2 separate regions of the Canis lupus genome follow, and region 2 is linked to region 1. The links are chromatin contacts, called in public Hi-C maps. All regions are on one chromosome and are shown on one strand. Each heading gives the region's core, a stretch centred on a gene start, on an enhancer-like site or on the middle of the called end of the contact. The rest is flanking DNA. Distances are from core to core; before and after follow the strand shown. Region 1 overlaps TSLP (thymic stromal lymphopoietin). Region 2 overlaps SLC25A46 (solute carrier family 25 member 46).

Region 1 (2,700 bases), core at 114-2,613:
GTCTGATGCGGGACTCATCCTGGGACTCCAGGATCATGCCCTGGGCCAAAGGCAGGCTCTAAACTGCTGAGCCACCCAGGGATCCCTGAATAAACATTTTTTAAAAAACAAATGTGTTTTCATCAAAAGAACGGGTGTACACAAATATAAACTACAATTTAATTTTTAAGGAAAGAAAAATAATCTGGAAAAAGATCGCGGCCCGGCATTTTGTCAAAAATTTTTTTACAAGTGACACTTAAATATATTGGCCTCTCAAAGGACGACCTAGAAATCGGTGCACATGAGGTGTGCAGATATTGATGAGGAGCAATAGTGACAGATAACACATATCCAGGTGTGTTTTCTCTGCCCCAGCGCTGCTCCCCCAGGTGCAGGAGAGAGAAGACCGTGGGTGAGGGCCAGAGAGAAAAGGAAGGGTAAAAAGAGAGGGAATTCTTGTGAGCCAAGCCCTGGCCAGGGATCGCAGCCCTGGGTTTCTAGTGTTCCAGAAGCCTCGGAATGCCGTTATGGGATGGGGTGCGTTTCAGAGTTTTAATAGACAGCAGCGATCATTTCCCCTGATTACTGGTTCTGGATGGGGCACGCATGTGTGAATGCACAGGTGGCCACGAGGCAGAAGGCGGGGCCCTGGGAGCGCGGCCTCCCGGCTCCCTGCTGCAGTCGGACGGCGGCCAGCGTGCCCGGGGCGCTGGGGAGGGCGCTGTGGGGCCGGGCGTCCCGGGCCCTTCCCACGGCCACGCACCGAGGCACCCGCGACGCCGGGAGCCGCGGGCGGGCGCGGGCGGCGGCCTCGCCAGGGACCCGGCGCCTGACCCGCGTGTCGCACACGCTTCTCCTTCCTGCAGACCAGGAGCACGGAGTTCAGCCACCCCGTGTACTGCGCGGACCCGGTGAGCGGGCGGGCGGCACCGGCGGCGGGGGCGGGGGCATCCGCGGGGGCACCGGCGGGGCGGGCCGCGGGGGGCGGGGCGGCGCGGGCCTCCGGGCGGGCCTCGGGGCGGTGCCGGCCTGGCCCCGAGACCTGCCGCGGTCGGGGAGGGCGGGCGGAGCGGGCGCCGAGGGCGGGGAGCGGGGAGGGGCGCGGAGCAGGGGGGAGCGGGGAGGGGCGCGGAGCAGGAGGGGAGCGGGGAGCGGGCGGGCACCAGGGGCCAGGCCCGGAGCCGGGAGGAGTAGGGGGGAGCGGGGAGGGGCGCGGAGCAGGAGGGGAGCGGGGAGCGGGCGGGCACCAGGGGCCAGGCCCGGAGCCGGGAGGAGCAGGGGGGAGCGGGGAGGGGCGCGGAGCAGGAGGGGAGCGGGGAGCGGGCGGGCACTAGGGGCCAGGCGCGGAGCAGGGAGGGAGCGGGGAGGGGCGCCCAGGGGCGGGGCCGGGGGAGCGGGCGCGGAGCAGGGGGCGCCCCTGCGGCGAGAGCGCGGTCTGGGCGCCGCCGGTGGGCTGCGGCGGGGAGCGGGAACCGGGAACCGGGAACGGGCGCGGAGCGAGCCCCGCGCCTGCTCCCGCCGCGCCGCCCAAGGACCGGCTCCCTGCCGCTCCGGCCGTGCCCCCCGCGGCCCCCCACTGGTCTCCCGCCGACCGTCGCTCTTTGCCCCCGCCGGTCCCCGCCCCGCCCCGCCCCGCCCCGCCCCGCCCCCCGCAGCCCGACTGCCTGGCCAGGATCGAGCGGCTCACCCTGCACCGCATCCGCGGCTGCGCGTCGGGCGCCCGGGAGGCCTTCGCCGAGGGGACGGTCGCCGCGCTCGCCGCCGAGTGCCCGGGCTACGCCGCAGCGCCGGTAAGCCGCGGGCCGCGGGTCACGCTGGGGCCTGGGCCGGGGCCGTAGGAGCCCAAAGGCCCCCTGCAGGAGCAGGCCAGCGGGCGACAGCTGGCAACCAGCCCCTCGCTTGTTTCGGGGCTTCCGAGTCTTTGGGCAGAATTAGAATTCTGAACCTCGGGCAGCGTCTCAGGCTGTCCTCAGCGAGCCGCCTACATCTTGGCCGCCCGAGCCGGAGAGGCTGATCGTCCAAAATGCTGCCTCCCAAGGACCCAACCTTGCACGGGCCCCTAATGCCATCCTTATCCGCTACACACCTCGAGCGGCATTGCTTGGGTTTATCACCGATAATGCGTGCTGCTTTCTTACAATGCTAGATGATACATCAAGTCTCTACCCACACCTGCTTACTTGCTGGTACGGCTGGCTCTTTGCACAATGGATTTTTGCACACGCAGTTACCTGCCTCTGAATGGATGTGTAGCTTTAACTAGAAATAGTAGTGCGGAGTTAGGAGCAGGAAGTCTGCAGAAGGTCTGGCCTGACTTTGAATCCTAGCCCCAAAACTTTTTTTTTTTTTTTTTAAGATTTGATTTATTCATGAGAGACACGGAGAGAGGCAGAGACACAGGCAGAGGGAGAAGCAGGCTCCCTAGGGTCTCCATCCCGGATCCCACTCCGAGCCAAAGGCAGACACTCAACCGCTGAGCCACACCCAGGCATCCCTGGCCCCCAAACTTCTAACTTGACATCTTCAATTTAGAAGATGTTCAATTCAATGTCAATTGAACATTGACATGTTCAATTTCATCTGCAAGACCGAGCAGGAGGCCCTAAATGCCACAAGAGAAACTCCTCTGGGTCTAGTGAAGGCTGGTTGGTACTCATTAATTTCCAAAGTACAAGGTGGGGAAACAGATGGCAGTTTAAGTCCATTAACCCCATTTTA
Region 2 (2,700 bases), core at 75-2,574, 200 kb before region 1:
GCTGAGCTTCTGCCTTCGGCTCAGGATGTGACCCTGGGATCCTGGGATCAAGTCCCACGTCGGGCTCCCTGCATGGAGCCTGCTTCTCCCTCTGCCTGTGTCTCTCCCTTTCTCTCTCTCTGTGTCTCCCATGAATAAATAAATAAAATCTTATTTAAAAAAATAAGGAAAGCCTAACCTTTTTAATATTTTTCATCCAAATCCTTGGTGGTCATTTCAGCTATATTTTTCTGGGGTTGTTCAGGCTTAAATACTGGTCACTTTAGTATTAACTTAATCAGAACGCAATCCAGAAGGCTCTCTATGTTTTATTGATCAGAGGTGGTCAGTCTGTTTTCTAAAAGTTTCTCTGCAGATCTTTCATTCTCAGAAAGTCTGCACACCACCCATTGTAATTGTATGGAGTTTTTTAAAGGGCTTATTAGTGATTATTTCCTATACCTTTTGAATATAAAAGTATTCCCTACATCCTTCGGTTGGTCATATTCTCTCATTCCAGGTAGAAGCGGTTTCCTCAGCTCTCTGCTGTGGCCGTGGTGCCGTGGGTGCCAGTTTCATGACGGGAGCTTGGCAGTTCTCTTTATTTCACACTTCATTTATTTCACACTTGCCTCTCTGCTGTTCTCCCCCCCCCCCCCCCCGCCCTCTCTCTGCCTTCCCAGTTTATTCTGCTTTATCATTTACTTTTGCTCTCTCTCCATACTCTTTTCTCCTTTTTCACTTTCCTCTTGGTACAGCTTTCTCCTCTTGTGTTTTTTTGCAGCTTGCCTCTCTTCTTTTTCTTCTCTCTTTTCTGGTTTCTGAGGGTGACCTAAATAGCCAGGAGCACACAGTGGGAGACCTTGGCTCCAGACCTGGCACCCTGCCTGTCACCTTGAACATCTCCCTGTGGGTCTTCCAACCTTCCTTTCTCTCATAAGTAAAACAAATTGGACGATACCTGCTTTGCTGACCTCACGGGATATCTTCCTGTATCAAATGGGATGAGAGGCAGTGCAGGCAGAGAGTGTGCGGACTTCCAAGTCCTAGAGACCAGGGTTTATTTTATTTTATTCTATTTTTTTAATTTATTTTATTTTATTTATTTTATTTTATTTAAAGATTTTGTTTATTTATTCATGAGAGACACACAGAAGCAGAGACACAGGCAGAGGGATAAGCAGGCTTCCGGCGGGGAGGACTTTGTGGGACTCAACCCCAGGACCCCAAGATCACAACCTGAGCCAAAGGCAGATACTCCATCACTAGCCACCCAGGCTTCCTGAGACCAGGGTTTAGAACTCAGTTCCACCATTAACTATTTGTATGGCTTTGGCTGAGTTATGAACCCTCTCTGAGCCTATTTCCTCACCTGTGAAACGGGGATAACAAGGTCATTGTGAGGGTTAGAAGTAAGTCATGCAAAGCACTTTGCACCATGCCTGGCATTATAGTAGGTGGACAAAAAGATGATATAATAAAAGTCCCAAGATTAATGTCATCATAATAAGGAAAGGCGCTTGACAAATTTGGTGCTACACAAATGTCATGTGTCATTCAGTCTGCATTATAGTTCATTTTGTTTTGTCTTTAAATTCTTTCTTATTTTTTAAAGCTTTTTCTTCCTTTATCCAATTGCTTGTTTCCCTCCCCCCGCCCCGCAACTATTCTTTCTTTCTCAACCTGTCATTTTTATATCTTCTTGAAGTTTTCGTGTTCCTCCTTTAAGTTTTTTATAATCAGTGGTAGCTCTTCCTCCTCTGTCAGCCCCTCCTTTTGGCACATAGAAAAACACTTAGTATGTTTTTTACTTTTTAAACCACCGTAATTGTCTGAAGCGTGACCCAGAAAGGAAAATGTTCATCATTAGAGTATCTCTCTCCTCCATATATATATATATTTTAAATTACCATCGATTGATTACCTTTTTGAAAGTTGGGCTAATTCAAGATGTTGTAAATAACATGGTTTTTGTTTCCTCGAAATTTCTTTTTTAGGGAGATTTCACATAAATGGAATCCTAAACAAATAGGAGAACACCTTCTGCTGAAATCGTAAGTATCAAAAGTGGCACATACATTGAAAATTTGCATTAATTTCTATAGCATTAGAACTGGAAAAAATCTTAATACAATGAAGAAAATTAGGGCAATAAAATATTTGTGGGACTAGAACTTCAAAAGACAAGTAACATTGAATTGAGGAATAAAATCCTAAAATCTATATTACCTTTAAAATCAATCTTTCTAGTTTGAAAGGCTGAAATCACAACCTAATTTTTCTGTCTTCTTAGGAAGTTAGCAAAGGTCTTCAACTTATTTAACCCAAACTCTCAGAAAAATAGACAAAAATTAATTTGTATAGTGATGAGCAAACTCAAACCTTAGTGTCCTTAAAATGTAGTCACTTCATGATTTTACAACGCTGACATTTTTATAGATTAGAATTTTACTCTTTACTTCTTAATTTTTTTTGAAGATTGTGAATTGGAAATCCCCCAAGCTTGCTGGCTCCCTCTGGGAGACATTCCAGCACATTATTACTTAGTGATGTTCCATTCACCTTGAAAACTACTACTTGCCAGGACCTGGCCCATAGGGTTAGGTAAGTCCCACCTTGATATTATTTTAAATAACTATATTTTGCAGGCTTGCAAAGTTGTAATATTACATTTATGTCTAAATAGTGGCGTTAGGAAACAACTTTGCAAAGCTGTACAAT

What was found. Hi-C and Micro-C count contacts between places; a contact is called where the count stands out from the background.
Region 2: a Hi-C map of skin fibroblasts shows a contact between it and region 1, with 3 times the contacts expected there. The contact joins two enhancer-like sites. A contact is called at or near these places in 2 of 9 Hi-C or Micro-C datasets (amygdala and skin fibroblasts).

Annotation. Positions count from the first base shown.
Region 1 is chr3:1,508,559-1,511,258 of UU_Cfam_GSD_1.0, reverse strand. It overlaps TSLP (thymic stromal lymphopoietin), which reads left to right. Exons shown (of 6, transcript XM_038532126.1): 4 at 849-893; 5 at 1,638-1,772. Among named protein-coding and RNA genes, the nearest start is that of WDR36, 11 kb to the right of the region's middle. Within about 2 kb of position 1,363, at least 12 of the 20 cell types and tissues checked have an H3K27ac peak or open chromatin away from gene starts, as enhancers often do.
Region 2 is chr3:1,711,950-1,714,649 of UU_Cfam_GSD_1.0, reverse strand. It overlaps SLC25A46 (solute carrier family 25 member 46), which reads left to right. Exons shown (of 8, transcript XM_038532154.1): 6 at 1,977-2,033. Among named protein-coding and RNA genes, the nearest start is that of SLC25A46, 15 kb to the left of the region's middle. Within about 2 kb of position 1,324, at least 2 of the 20 cell types and tissues checked have an H3K27ac peak or open chromatin away from gene starts, as enhancers often do.